Linked DNA regions of Zea mays: all the other regions are linked to region 1. Evidence: chromatin contacts called from public Hi-C data. All regions are on one chromosome and are shown on one strand. The core of a region is the stretch at or near the end of the contact, and the rest is flanking DNA. Distances in the headings are between cores, read along the strand shown. Region 1 holds the start of LOC100191905 (Peroxidase 64). Region 2 holds the start of LOC100194359. Region 3 holds the start of LOC100284735 (glycoside hydrolase, family 28).

Region 1 (4,863 bases), core at 1,456-3,955:
GCGAACAGTATATATATGGTAGGCTTGGTAAGGCTCCTTCCTTCGCACCAACCAATTAGTGACCTGGTTCATCAGCATAAACACACACGTTACTCACCTTTCGCATGGACCACTCAGTTTGTCACTGAAAATACTTGTAGGCGGGCGTGATCCCCTTGCGCATGGTACAGAGCAAGACGCTGAGCTGGATATTCTGATAATCCCGTATACTCCAACAGAAACTACAGAATGGAATCAAGTTGTACCTGCGTTTCTGCTGCTCAAAAATTGCGAGATGGACCATGGACGTGTGTTGTTTGGCAACAACGACGCAACCAGCACGGACAAGAAGGGGGGACATGCAGTCTCTCGAAACCTGTCCTATACAATTAGAAAGAAAAAAAAGAGGGAAAATAAAAGGAAAAGAACGCGAGGGCAGGGCCGGCCGGTCGGTCGGTGCCTGCGCCGCACTTTTGTCATGTGCCTAGCACAATCGAGGGCCTCACCTGCCCGCCTACCTAAAAAATAGTCTTTTGGACATTAATGATCACGAGCGAGCTGGGCTGCCAAAATGCTGCATGATTCATGTTTTGTGAAAGACAAAGCTGCATCATTGATTGATTAGCGCCTGAGGCTTGAAAGGAGGAGGGGGGAGAGAAGGAAAAGAAGCTTGCGATTTGGCCACTGAAAGTGGATCCAACTTTGCACCCAACAGCCAGCATGGGGAACCTGATCCGGCCAGGGCGTGCACACGATAACGAAGGGCTTTACGTTCTTTCCTCGTAAAAAAAAAGAGAAGAAAAGAAAAGACGATGATCATGCTCCGATGATCCCTACCCAGCACAGTACAGACTACAGAGTACAGACTGATTCGAAGCACAAGATGCTGTGAATTCCGGGTTCAGTCTCAGTTCCAGTAGCGCTGGCGCTGCCAAGGGCCAAGCCTGGATACTGAACTACTGAAGCTTCGCGTGAGCGCCCCGCACCGGAGTTCGTCTTCCTGGAATTGGGGTCAAATGATCTACTGACTGATTGGCCACTGATGGCGACGGCACGGACCTGATGGACCTGCCTCCATGTGCAGCACCGCGCCGGAGCCGGACTGGAGTAGCAGGAAGGAGTACGAAGACAGGCAGGCGGAGCCGCGGAGGCATGGACCTGAATGAAACTGGCAGTACATAGCTGCTAGCTTAGCACTTGGCAACGCGCCAACGCCGTTATTTGCTGTAGCAGAAGCCGAGGCTGAGCTGGGATGACGTTACAGTAACAGTTACCACAGCGCTGTACCTAAGTGTCAGTCTGTAACAATAATAAAAAAAGGTGCTGTAACAACAAACAACAGTGAAAAAAGAAGGTTCCACTCCAGTCTCCAGCTCCCAGCTCCGCTTCCACACCGGCAGTGGCTGGTTCAGATCTCAGAGATCTTCAGCATTCCATGCATTCGGTTCAGAGAGACAGAGTCTAGCTATCTTTCTTTCTTCAGTACGTGACCCGGCTTTACCAGCCAACAAACTGCGTGGACCAGACGGCGGGCTCTGCACTGGTGGATGCATCCATCCATGCTTCCTTTTGGGTAAAGCTTGAAGAATGGCGCCTGGCGCGGCTGTAGAAAAGCTCTCTGCCTCCTTTTTTTTTTTAACGTGGAAGGCACTCGGATGTGAGGCTTCTTTTTTTTTTTTTAACCCCACTTCTGATGCCAGAATCTATTGTGGCCTCGTCAGCTGCCTGCTCCTAACTAACTAACCACACGTGTACGCACGAGCACTCGTAAACTTGTCTTTGTTACGGACTACTACTAGCTAGCACTCATACCAAGCATATATATGGCGCAGAGGGGAAAAAAAAAGAATGGCATAATCATGCGTCTGAAGAAAGGCTTTCTCAATGATCCATATGCAGTACGTGTAAGTATTATAATGTAATGTAACGTAGGCGCGCGGCTAGGAGTCTAATCCGTCCACGAAGCAAACAAATGCATGTTCGGGTGCCCGCGGATTTGGGGGTAGCTGGCGTGATCTATCGCGCGTTTCCCGGCCGCCTGCTGACGCTCGTCGTGGACGACGAAAACTCTCAAGAACATGATGATGATGCCTCATAAGCACTGCACTGACATTGATTACCTTACTTTGTCAAGCAACCGGGGCCGACATCTGTACGTATTTTATTATAAAGTTATGAGCGTTAATCATACGAAATAAATAAAACAGATAGAGGCGGACAAAGTTAATCATAAATGTACGTTAGGATTCATGATAATGAATCCTAAATTTATGACCCACTGTTGTACGCATTCGTAGCTTGCATGCATGGGAATTGGGAAGAAAGTTCCATGCCGGATAGTAACTCTGAAAACAGAAGGATAGCTCGCCAATGCAAGTCGCCAGGCGACAAGATGGACGCTTTTCCATCATGCGTCAGTGCAGCAGATCAAAACCCAAAAAGGCATGAACGACCATTTGTACAGATCCCATGCGTGCATCGTTTTAATTCTTCCTTGTTGAGCGTCTGCTTTTCTTTTCTTTCATCCCTCTCGCAAATCTCAATCAATCATACACCACAAGGGCCCGCACCCGTCTCTCCCTCTCTCTCCTCGGCTCCACACTACTAAGCAGTATCGATGGCCCCCTCCCACATGGGATGTGCATGCACCCCCACTATGCCAGTTGCCCTATATATAAAACCGCCTGGACCGACCGGAGTCCCACTAGCTCCACTCCACCACACACACCGCGCAGCTAGCTGTCACCGGAGCAAGAAGGAAGAAAAACCAGCGGCACCGATCGATCGACGACACGCGCGCGATCGAGGTGAGGAGCGAAAGAAAAGGTGGCCTTTTCGAAGCCGCCGGACGGAGTGTAGCGCTAGCTAGCTCCCCAGGCCGGAGAGGAGGATGGTGGGACGAGGAGCGGCGACGGCCCTCGTGTGGGCGGCGGTGGTGGCGGTCGCGACGGTGGTGTCGCGGGCGCAGCAGCTGCAGGTGGGGTTCTACGACACGCTGTGCCCGGCGGCGGAGATCATCGTGCAGGAGGAGGTGAGCAAGGCGGCGTCCGGCAACCCCGGCGTCGCCGCGGGCCTCCTGCGCCTCCACTTCCACGACTGCTTCGTCAGGGTCAGTGCGCCAAGCGGCTAATTATTAAGCAAGCTAGCTAGCCGCCCTCCTCGAGTGATCCAATGCAAAGTGGTTGGTGGTGGCGGTGGTGGTGTCACGTACTGTGGGGACGGGCCGGCCGGGTGCCTCGATTGCGCGCGTAGCTGCATGTGGATCCTCCTTCCTCTCTGTTCATTATTACGCGTATTATTGGTATTGCAGGGGTGCGACGCGTCGGTGCTGCTGGACTCGTCGGCGGGCAACCAGGCGGAGAAGGACGCGGCGCCCAACGCCAGCCTGCGCGGGTTCGAGGTCATCGACAGCGCCAAGACGCGGCTGGAGCAGGCCTGCTTCGGCGTCGTCTCCTGCGCCGACGTCCTCGCCTTCGCCGCCCGCGACGCCCTCGCGCTGGTACGCACTGCTCGTCCCCTCACTAGCTAGCTGCTCTTCCACTAGCTAGCAGCTTCTCCGGTTCTCTTTGGTCAGCGCTAGGTAACAACGTAACAAAACTATTCCCATCCCAAGGTAGAGCGAAATCGGTCTAGGATCACGCGCAGTGAGTACGTACGTGAGTGAAGAGGCATGGCCCAGCCGCGCCTTTCTGGACGCTTCCTTTCTTTTTCATCAAATATAAAAGGATGTGGGGGATGGATGGTTGCCATGAAAGCAGCTTTGGAATGGAAGGCTGTCCAGCCTTTGGCAACTCCACCCAACAATGCCATGTCCTGCACTGCACTGCACGTACTGCCTCGGAAGCAAGCACGCACGGCCGGCACACGGTGGTATAGATGGCCAAAAAGCACGAGGCCCGTGAGCCCGGCACGAAGCCCGCTTTTTGGGCCCGGTCCGAGCCCGGCACGGTAAAATAAGTGGGCGGGCTTGGACAGGAAACTAGGCACGGCGGGCTAGCCCGGCACGGCCCGTTTACCTCTAAGCCCGTTAAGCCCGTTTTTTTACACTAAAACGTGCTTTTCGGCCTGTTTAGCCCGCTTTTTGGTCCGTTTTTTCGTGCTAAACGGGCCGGCCCGGCCCGTTTAGGCCCGCTACGGGCCGGGCTTGGACAGAAACTTAAGCCCGATGGCTCAGCAGGCCCGGCCCGGTTTTGGCCGGGCTTCACCGGGCCCGGGCCGGGCCGGGCCGGGCCGGCCCGTTTGGCCATCTCTACACGGTGGCAGAGAGGAGAGAAGGTGACTCGAGGCGAGCCGTCCTTTTGCTTTAGGTGCACCTCGGTTTTGCTTGGCTCGGTTCGTACGTTACCGCGCGCACGGGCCTAACCTAACGGCCGGTGGGTGTCCGTAGCAGCGGCGGCACATGCTCGTGTCGTCGTGTCGCCCTCCATGGCTCAGCATAGCTCCAGTTCCCTCGAAAACCTTCTTCTGGAGGTGAGGATGGCATTAGGAGCTGGGAGAGTGCACTGCACTGCTCAGCGGTAGGGATTCTCCACTTGCCTTGGGCTTCGATTCAGCTGATTCTATGGCAGGATCAAACCTGCTGGTCAACAGATTTGATACGGTTAAGCCAACAGATATAGCCTTCAGTGTTAAACTAAACATGCTGCTTGCTCGAAGTTGCTGCTACAGTTTTTTTCCTTTTTCTTTTTTGTTGGGAACCATCAGCTCAGCAGGCGAGAGGAGAGTGAGGTCGGTGTCACACCGTCGTCACTCGTGGCAGTTGCAGGTAGCCCAGAGAGCGTAGCGTAGGCAGCAGAACTTTCCATTTCCCAGCTGCCAAACAGAGCACGCCGCTATACCTGACACGGAACCGTCGCGTCGAGCCAGCCACCGTGACAATACGGC
Region 2 (4,863 bases), core at 1,263-3,762, 760 kb before region 1:
AGAATGCCCCCTGAAAGTTCCCTTCAGCTCCATCTTAAAATTTACTGTCAAACCGGGTGCTGATGTAACTACTGCCTGGAGCGATGGACATTGGAACATAAAGTTAAGAAGAATGTTGGATGATCAAAGGGCTAGAGACTGGAACGAACTTCAGAACATGTTGAGCGATGCGCAACTTGTTGAAGGGAGAGAGATCGTGAAATGGCCTCTTGACCGGTCAGGGAAATATACCAGAGTCCTTATACAACTGCAACAACTTATCATATTCTCTTCAAATGTGATTGCTAATACAGTATTTTTCTATTGGACCACTGAAGGGGGTGTCAAAGCTCAGAAAATGGTGTAGTTGCAACATTCCTCTTAAAGTCCAAGTTTTTCTTTGGATGGCACGACATGATAGCATTCAGTCGGGGGTAAAATTGTTCGCTTCGGATTAAAGCCAGCTGTTTAGACTGCTGCAGCTACAATCCATAGAAACAAAATACTGTAGAAACAGTAAAAGCCGTTTTGGATTAAAGCCAAGCGAACAACTTGTCGGAAATTGGTCAGGCCCAGACCATTGTAAAATTTGTTACCAAGAAACAAGTGATCATATTATCTCCGAATGTCCTATTCTGGTCTTCCTGTGGACCCACTTAAGGGAAGTGTTGGGTTGGACAAGATCCCCATCTCCTGCAATGATCTGTTTGACGAGGAGTCGAGGAGAGGTGCTGAGAGGCTGTTGCGGAAAAAGACAAATAATCATAGGGAAGACCAGAATGATGCTGTTGCTGTCTTCAATAACAAGCTGTTATTTTCACCCACAGTGATCGTCCACAAGACAGTGATGCTGCTAAAGACCTGGCACCCTCTTCTCAAGCTTTATCGATGGACTTGGCGGAACATATGGTCAAAAAGATCTCCAATAACTAACTTAAGATAGCGGTCAGATGTTTTGAGTGACTTTGCCAAACTCTGTTTGTTTTGTTTGCTGGGTAGTTGAGGGAGGAGTAGATGTACTAGACTTGTTGTTGGCTTAGATTGTGCCTGAAATTTGAAAGCTGGTCCCCCTAGCACTGGATCATTGGTTTTTGTTAAGCTTTGCAATAATGCTGGGTGAATGCCTTTGATCTAAAGGAGGTTCATTATTTCTCTTCAACTAAGAACACAAAAATCAGTAATGCAAGAGACGTAACATTGAATCACTCTGTTCTGATTAAAGCATACTATGTGCTACTTTACTAGAAAAAAAGGCATGCGTGCTCAAGAAAAAAGTAAAGACAGACATAACACTTCAAACACAATAAAAGGAGAAAGTGTCAAGGAAAAAACCTCTCACAATTCGATCAATCGCGTCATGGGGATCATTTGTCCTGGTAAAAAGAAACAAAAGCAATTTTACAGGAAATAAAGGTTAACAAATAACCAAGTCATATGTAGCTCGCACAGGAGAGGAAACAAATATACCAGCCAAATGTCCGAGCAAAATCTGAGCCAGTTCCAAGTGGAATGAGCTGTCAGAGAACAAGTCATGTAGAAGAAACAATTGAGATCATTCTTATAGTTCAAAGTTCAAACGTCCAAACTAAAAGCTTAAAGGGCAGGGAATAGGAGTACCCACACCCAGCGCCGTCGAATGATCAGGCCCTCGATCCAGAGCACACACTGGACTTCCTTCCCAAAAGAAACCATTGACCACCTACATATTCAAAATAACATCATCAACTCTGTAACTGTTATACCAGTATCAATCGCTGGAAAACTGTTTGTAGCATGGTTGTGCAATAAACAAAGTACCTCATGAAGTGTACCATCACCTCCAACAGCTATCACGGCATCAACCCCATCCTTTATAGCCTACAGTAATTAGGACATCACCAGTGCTTAGATTAAATAGTTACCAAGTGGAACCTAGTACACTTGACAAGGGGACACGCAGTCACGCACGCACCTCCCTTGTGACATCTATGGCATGGGATGGGCCCGAAGTGATGCACTCGCAAATCTGATCAGCCAACACCAATAAAAGGAAACATTCTGTGAGATGAGAGTGAGTGCGCCTAACTGACACCGGATCAGAGACCAAGCGCGGGTTTCAGATGTCAAATACAAATCCCAGAGTGCAAGAAGTTATCAGGCAGCGATCTGTGCAAGTTACGCACAACGAGGGCTTACGTTGCACTGGTCAGCGAGGCGGGTGCGGAGAAGCGGCAGCAACTGCTTCCACTGCTTTCCCGTGCGGCCATTGGCGCCTGCGCCGCGAAGATAACGGCGTTTAGAGAAGATTCGCAAGGTTTCTAGCGGGAGCGGAGGTGGAAAGGAGTAGGGGTGCGGAGCGTACCCAAGGGGTTGACGACGAAAACGAAATCGCCGCGCCGGCGGTGGGAGGCGGTGACGCGGTAAGAGGTGAGCCCGCCGGCGCTGGGTTGGGAGTGCGAGTGCGAGGAGGCACGTGGGAGGATCAGCGACTGCCTCGGCGTCGCCGGCGCAGCCATGACGGTGTCCTGCCGCTTATTATCCCGATCCACTCTGGATGGAGAAGCCGAGAAAGCGTGGGAATGCGCCTCCTACTGTGTTTTATTACGCCATGAGCGCGACGAAACACATTTCCTAATCACGTGTCCCGGGCTGTGCGAGGTTTTGATACTGTAGTGCCAGTATCATGACTCCTACGTAATAATATTCACAGTTTATACTTCTTTAAACTAATGTTTATATATTTTTAGTTATATGTGTTATTGGTCTGAACTTTTTTTGTTTCTATGCCACTATTGTCAAATTTGGCTCTAACGGAGTCAAATCCTGCTAGAAAAATCGAAAATACCATTAAGTTTGAATGTGCTAATATTTTTTGAAATTCTAATAATCTTAAGTAAAAAAATTAAAACTGTAAAATTGTAGATCCCATCGAGATATCTAGTATTTATATACAAAAACTATGTTTCTGTAAATAAAGATGTGACTTTTCTAATAGCCATTTGCTGATTTATCTACTTACTAAAATAGATTTCACAAAAAAGAAGTAGATTAGTTCAACGGACTCTATAAATTCAAAATTTGTATGACGCGTGAAACAACTATCTAAAAATAAAGGGTGAAACTATAGGGATAGAGAGCTACTAAATTTAAATAGCTTTTTGTATAGTCAATTGGAGACGTTTTTATTCTAATAATATCTAAATTTACCTTTAGAAAATGACATGACTAGTTGTCGTGGTTTCAGAAACCGGGGACACAGTACAATCTAGATTCGGTGGGAGTGGCTAGCGCGAACTCACTTTGAATGGTGAATCAAGTGACTTGAGAATCGAGATAGGTTTATACTAGTTTAGGCTCACATCCTACATGTAGTGTAGCACTGATCGTTTGTATTGTTTTTGAATCGTGTTACAATGGGTGTAAGTGTGAGAATAAAAGGAGAGGAAAACCTATGGCGAATTCTTCTAGCTCTCCTTTGTTCGGTCAACCCCTTTTATAGTCTAAGGAGGTGGCTTTCTACAAGTATTGGGTGATCTAAAGCAGAGTGAGATTTGTTGTCTACGGGAGCCCCTCTGCCGTGGTCCCTGACATCGCCTTCAGATACATACGTAAGGTACGGTCGTTATGGTGGATCGCTCTATCATGTCCGCTACGCGGGTTATTGTAGAGATTTCGATACTGAGGCTTCCTATAGCGGTGCTTGGCTGGTCTCCCTGTGCAGAGTTGGGGGACACTATGGGTCGTACGTGGTGATGTCTCGTCCCGTCGATGGAGACACGGTCACTCCTCCGCGCGTGTCGTGGTGTCAATCGATGCGGTATTCATTGGCGACGTGACTTATGGTAGCTGGCGGCCTGGCGCGGGTCAATAGTGCCAACCTCGATTTCACGTCGACAAGTATGGGTGTGCGCCTGTCAAACGTTTGACAGGTGTCGTGGCACACTGGCACTGGGGCCCACAGGTGTACTGGCCTGTTATGGGCATTGGTTTCTCCGCCTTGTAGAGTTGCTCGGCGGGAGTTGGTCGACCAGTCCGTCTCGCCGAATTGCTCAGCGGGAGTTCGTCGGCTGGTCCGTCTCGTAAAGTTGCTCGACAGGAGTTGGTCGGACTGTCCACCTTGTTCAGTTGCTCGACGGGAGTTGGTCGGCCCTGTTCTCGTGACTTCTTACCCAATTGGGCCGGCACAAGTTATGGGCCTACTTTGGATATCCCGTTCCTTATGACCTGTTACTAATTTTTTGGAGTTGCTCTAATAGGCATAAAAATATATATATATTTTACGTAGTCTAGTAAAAACATTTTATATAAAAATGGTTTTAAGTTATTTTATTTAATATGTTAGCACATTCAGATCTGAGGGTATTTTGGATTTTTCGCACCATAGCTTAACATTGTTGGAGTTGAATCTGACAAGAGTGGCATGGAGGGTAAAAAAAAGGTTCGGACCAGTTACACATCTGACCAATCAAGTTTTTTAATAGCTTATGAGTAATTACAAACTTGCATAATGGCACGCAGGGGAATAATTCGAGATTTTTTCCTACTTTAAATGCGTATATATTAAGAGTTTCTATATTTCAGGCAACTGAAAATTCCAAACAATAATTTTGGTACAGTTCTAAAGATAACACACAAGAGAGAATGCATAAGTTTTTTTAGTCAAACAGAACTTTCAGAACTGAGATGGAGACACTTTAAAATGCATATAATATTAAGAGTTTCTATATTTTGGCCAACTAAAAAATTTAAATTAACACTTTCAGTACAATTTAAAAGACATTTAATATATTTTTATAACTAATCATTGATAAAATTACATATCATCTAAAATCAAGCACATAAACTATAGAAGTGTTTATGTCTTGTTTGGCATAGCTTCAACAACTTCTTTAATGCTCTTACAAA
Region 3 (4,863 bases), core at 600-3,099, 710 kb before region 1:
CTACCACCTGACCTTGGATACGCTACTCGAAGGCAGGCACACATACTGTACCCGTGATGATGACGTCAGTGAGATTGGATCCTCCGATGAAATTGCTGTACCTTGGGCCAGGCTCGTCCCTTCCTCTCCCGTAGGACGGCAGGGGAGCTATGAGGGGCCAATGCTTCATGTCCTGCACAAGATACATGAACAGCATAGGGGTCACTGGACGGATGCAAATGGTGCAAACAAGATATGGGTGACAGTAGCAGAACAAATCTAACCAGCATGTCTGCATTATATTGAAACTAAGGAAAAGAGGATCACAGCACATGAACTTGGTAAGCCAAGGCTCTACTAACAGGTTGATCAATGGTTGTACTACAAAGTATTCAATGGCCAGTTAGCCAACAGCTTCTGCTTTCGGCGTCGCAACCACTGCCAAGCACTAGTACAAAAAGTCGGGTGTCAATCAAAGCCAGCCGAGTCCTTGCCTTGGGATACATATTTAAGCGCCACCTTGGTAGACAAAGAGTAATTACTAGATCTTGTTTTCTGAGAGAGGTAGTTATTAGTTTTTGTGTAAATGTGTACCAACGAACTTCAAACCTGGGTCTGTTTTGGATTAGTCATCAACGCTACACCAGCAGCACTAAAAAGTTTCTAATTGCCCTTCTTACGTTACTCAGACTACATTAACTTCAGTAAAGACGGAGCAAACATTTACCACTGGTCTTTCCAGGGAAAAATGTATACTATCATGTCTTGATGAAACGTTCTGGATTCTCAATAAATGATACACTACAAACAAACATTTCTATTTACATGTGCAGATCTGCAAGCTATGCATTCTGCCATACAAAGCAGTGATGCACAAGGCCCAGAGAGGAGTCATGGAATGGAACCATGGCATTGAGTTCAACTGTTCAAGAGATATGTCGGATTGGCAGTGGCTTTGCTTAGAAAAGAAGGGTTCGGGGTCCCCCAGGGCAAAAGCCGTTGTCCCTAGTGAAAAAGAGACCGGCCTACGGCCTACGCAGACGGGACGTGTCCCGTGAATCCGTGATGAATGAAGAGACTGTCTGCGAGCGGTGTTCAATGGCCCCACATGTCATGCTAAACTACCGCACCCGCACGGTCACGGGCCCATTACGAGTACGGGGACAGTTCCTCGGCTAAGCGCGGCGGCGTAGCCACGGCAGGGGAAGGCCAGCGGGCGCGGCGAGCGGAATGGCGGGAGGAGGATCTGGGGTTGGGTTCTCACTCACCTGGGACGCGAGGATCTCGGCGCCCTCGTCGAGGTAGAGCGTGAAGCAGCTGGTGAGGTTGAAGGGCCCCGTGAGCCACTTCCCCGGCGGCACCACCAGCGCAGCGCCGCCGTCGGGCGCGCGCCGCGCCAGGTCCGCCACAGCCCTGGCGAACGCCGCCGTGTTGAGCGTCCTCCCGTCCCCGACCGCGCCGTACTCCGTGACCCTCGCCACGTGCTTCCGGCACCCCGGCCCCGCGTACGCGCCACCTGCGCGCGCGCACGACGTCGCCAGCAGCAGCAGCGACGCCGCCCACAGAACCGCCGCCGTCCCCGCCTGCAAAAACAACCAACACGTACGAATGCCGCTTGATCAGTGACTGACGAGACTGACCACCAAAACATCGTCCCGGATTTTGGTCCGTCATCGAAGATGCAGCGCGGGGGCGAGGGAATTATTACAGGGCGAAGAGATCTTCCCGGTGCCATCGCGCGCGCTTCTCTTCTCCCCCGACGCCGAGCGAATTAGGTGGCCATTGCGGAAGCGGTGGAGCCTGCTTATAGCGAGCCGAGGAGAGGAGGCCGAGACCCGCGGGAGAGAGTTACGAGTTTGCCCCGTTACTGCCATAAATCCCACGGCCAGAAACGTGGCAAGTGGTGATGAAACGGCAGCGCGCGTGGGCCCGGTCCACGGCGCGAGCTCACCGGCGTCTGGGTCACGGGCCTATGGACCTGTTGCACGGAAGCCCATACGGCACGGATGGATTTATGTCGCGGATGGTAGCGGCCTCGTGACGAGTTGCCTTGCATGGCGAAGCGACGGAGGGAGGGAGATGACGCACGTGAGCGAGGGCAAGGTGAGAAGTGCAAGCCATCTTGTGAAATGTTTTGGGAATTTTTTTGTTAACTTTTAGGGCTACTTTAACAACCTCATTTTTCTAAGAACAAATAGTTCACCTTTCTTTGAACCCTTGAAAAAATAAAATTGCCAAACTAGTCTACAGTGTGACGAATCTGGTCCCTTTTGTGCTCGCGCAATTGAGTGGAAACATTTTGAGTAGTTGCCTTTATGGCGAATCGATCGGGATTCTTTGCATGCGCCATTGATGTTTTCCCTATTTCGTTTTACTTCATGGACAAACAACGTCTAAGGGCATGTGCAGCTTATAGACAACGGTTGTCTATATGTGTATTAAAAAAACAGAAAGACGATATAAACAACAAGTGTTATAGTGTGTTGTCTATTTATACTGTCTAGAAATTTTTTATTTCATAGACTTTCTTACATTGGAACGTGAGCCGAAGCTATCTCTTCACAAAAGGATGACCTATGTCTCTCTCCTCCTTAATTAGCGTCCATATTAGATTTTTTCCATTTAATTGTTGCTTATATGGCTACTTAAAGATAATATATTTAATGCCGTTGTACGTGCCCTAAGTAGAGACAAAATATGTAGAAGACAGTCAATAGAGCTTGTAACACGTTTTAGACACAATGTTACTTCCAAATTTTGAAAGCGAGAAAAATAGAAAAGGAATATTTCACCATGTATTAACAAACGGATGATGGAAGGTAGTGTTCGATCCCTACTCTTTCCTCGTACTTCACAGGTTTAGTCTAGTTGGGAGGGAACGACTCTATATTATTGGTCTTGTTCGTTTACACCAATCCAGCTCTAAATTAAAATAGACTGGAATTAAATCCATACCATAATCTATGTCCCAAAATAATCCAAGCATATTCATTTTTTTATTCGGTTAAACCCATCATGGATTATAACACGAGAATTTATGAATTTTTTAAACTATAGAAGACATGAATTCTATCCATAGCTCATTAGATATGGTACAAATCTATTAAGATATTGCACAAGTTTATATTAGAATCCATGGATCAAAAGAATAGCTAACTTTGTGGCATATGAATTCACCCAATCCAGACCCATATTAAATTCATGGTGGGATTTATTCCTATGTAACTGAACAAGGGCTTAGAGGGGGTTCGAAAGATTTGGGGGATGGTTCAACATCGAAGGTAGGATGGTTCAACATTCAAACATATTTTTTTTCTTTTTAAAGACACTCTATTATATATGGAACCAATCCAAACAATAATAATTAAGAGTGGTGCAGCTCTGTCCTACCATGCTCTGGAACCTAACACTACTTAAAAAAATCTGTATTAGAGCAACTCCAAAAGCATGTTAAAAAGCTTACCCCAGTCCCCAAAAAATGATTATTAGTGCAAACTAATAAGTTTTAATGACCCTTTTAATTAACAAGTATAATCCTATAGCTTCTTTAAACGAATGCTAAAAAACTAAAAACTGGACCAAATTAAAAAAAAAATCATCTCAAGCCTACGTCATTTTACTTGTCGCGCATGTACCCGACATGCCTTTTCTTTTGGCATGCAAGTGTCCCACGTCAGACCCTTGTGCGCGTCCGGTGCAGATTGCACGATTGGAGAGGTTTGTAGCCATGGAAATATGCGGGACGAGAGCAAGGGGATGCGTGACGCGTAATTTTTCGAAAAAAGGTTAAAGAGGCTGTTAGAGCAAGGGAAATAAGTTTTCTTTCCTAATATCTGTTTTTGAGAAGTTTATAGCTTCTCTTGGAGTTGCTCTTAGCCCATAAAACAAACTGTACAGAAAAACCTACAGTTGATGAAGAGACGTTGGAGCCCGCTGTGATAGCTGGGCTATCCAGGCTTGCGGTTGCAGCCCATGTTGATTCAGCGGCCTCGGTCATGCAGGTCACAGGAGTACAGGACGGGTCGAGAGGTGCGAAGCGGCATCATTTATGCCAGCCCAACTCCAACGGCATTCAATTCTAGCCCACTGGGGCCTTTTAGTGCAATATCTTCAGCCTTTTTCTGCAGATCAAATGCAACGTTAACCTATTTTTTGTATTATTGAATAGAACGTTAATCTATTTCTGTAATAAATTTAAAACTAAACTTAAGAAAAAATTGACAATTACACGTCCCAAAGCGACATTGAACAGAGGAAGTATAGTATAGAAATTATACTACAATATTTCTATACTTCGCAAGTTACTGATAACATAATTAAAAGTCAAACTGTCATATGAGGTAGAAAAGGTTAAGGATCAAACTGTGATAAGGTAGGAGGTTACAGAAATATATTTCACTGGGTCCGCGGGGCAAGAACGCGAACGCGACGTGGGCGCGCGGCGCCAAAGCGGGCATTTAAGGCCCGGTTTGTCCGCGCGCAGCCCTGTGGCCGGCACGCGGCCCGTTGGCGTGCAGCTGCAGCCTGCGGCGACGGATCGGAGGCGGCTCCGCCGCACGAATCGAGCGCCCTGGCGTGTGCCCGCGGTGTCCCCTTCCGCCGCGGGCTAGCGCGCCGTCGTCGACCGCCCTGGCCGCGTGGCCTTCACGTGGGACTGACGGCGATCGCCGCGCCGTGTCCCGGAGCAGGGCGAGAGCGAGCCGATGCCATGGTGGATTGGCGAGTAGCAGATTTAGCAAGGGTTGTTTTGGTTTGGGCCGACAGCTGCGGACGGCATTCCTCTGCCATCGTGTGCATGTAAGCAAATCAGTAGGACAGCTCGCGTCCATGGATCATGGATGGATGAAACGGAAACACCCAGGCCAGGACCACGCACGACAAAGG

What was found. A called contact is a pair of places that touch in the nucleus more often than the background predicts.
Region 2: a contact with region 1 is called in a Hi-C map of tassel, with 5 times the contacts expected there. The contact joins the promoter of LOC100194359 here to the promoter of LOC100191905 in region 1. A contact is called at or near these places in 2 of 25 Hi-C or Micro-C datasets (ear and tassel).
Region 3: a contact with region 1 is called in a Hi-C map of ear, with 2.3 times the contacts expected there. The contact joins the promoter of LOC100284735 here to the promoter of LOC100191905 in region 1. A contact is called at or near these places in 2 of 25 Hi-C or Micro-C datasets (ear and tassel).

The regions. Positions count from the first base shown.
Region 1 is chr1:4,673,389-4,678,251 of Zm-B73-REFERENCE-NAM-5.0, reverse strand. It overlaps LOC100191905 (Peroxidase 64), which reads left to right and starts at 2,705. Exons shown (of 2, transcript NM_001137329.1): 1 at 2,705-3,478. The coding sequence starts at 3,236. It also overlaps a transcript of LOC100381417 not described here.
Region 2 is chr1:5,432,173-5,437,035 of Zm-B73-REFERENCE-NAM-5.0, reverse strand. LOC100194359 reads right to left here and starts at 2,512. Exons shown (of 12, transcript NM_001139394.1): 1 at 2,321-2,512; 2 at 2,155-2,231; 3 at 1,931-1,984; 4 at 1,777-1,836; 5 at 1,601-1,678; 6 at 1,447-1,493; 7 at 1,312-1,352. The coding sequence starts at 2,474.
Region 3 is chr1:5,381,566-5,386,428 of Zm-B73-REFERENCE-NAM-5.0, reverse strand. It overlaps LOC100284735 (glycoside hydrolase, family 28), which reads right to left and starts at 1,849. Exons shown (of 6, transcript NM_001157630.2): 1 at 1,688-1,849; 2 at 1,248-1,562; 3 at 52-172. The coding sequence starts at 1,714.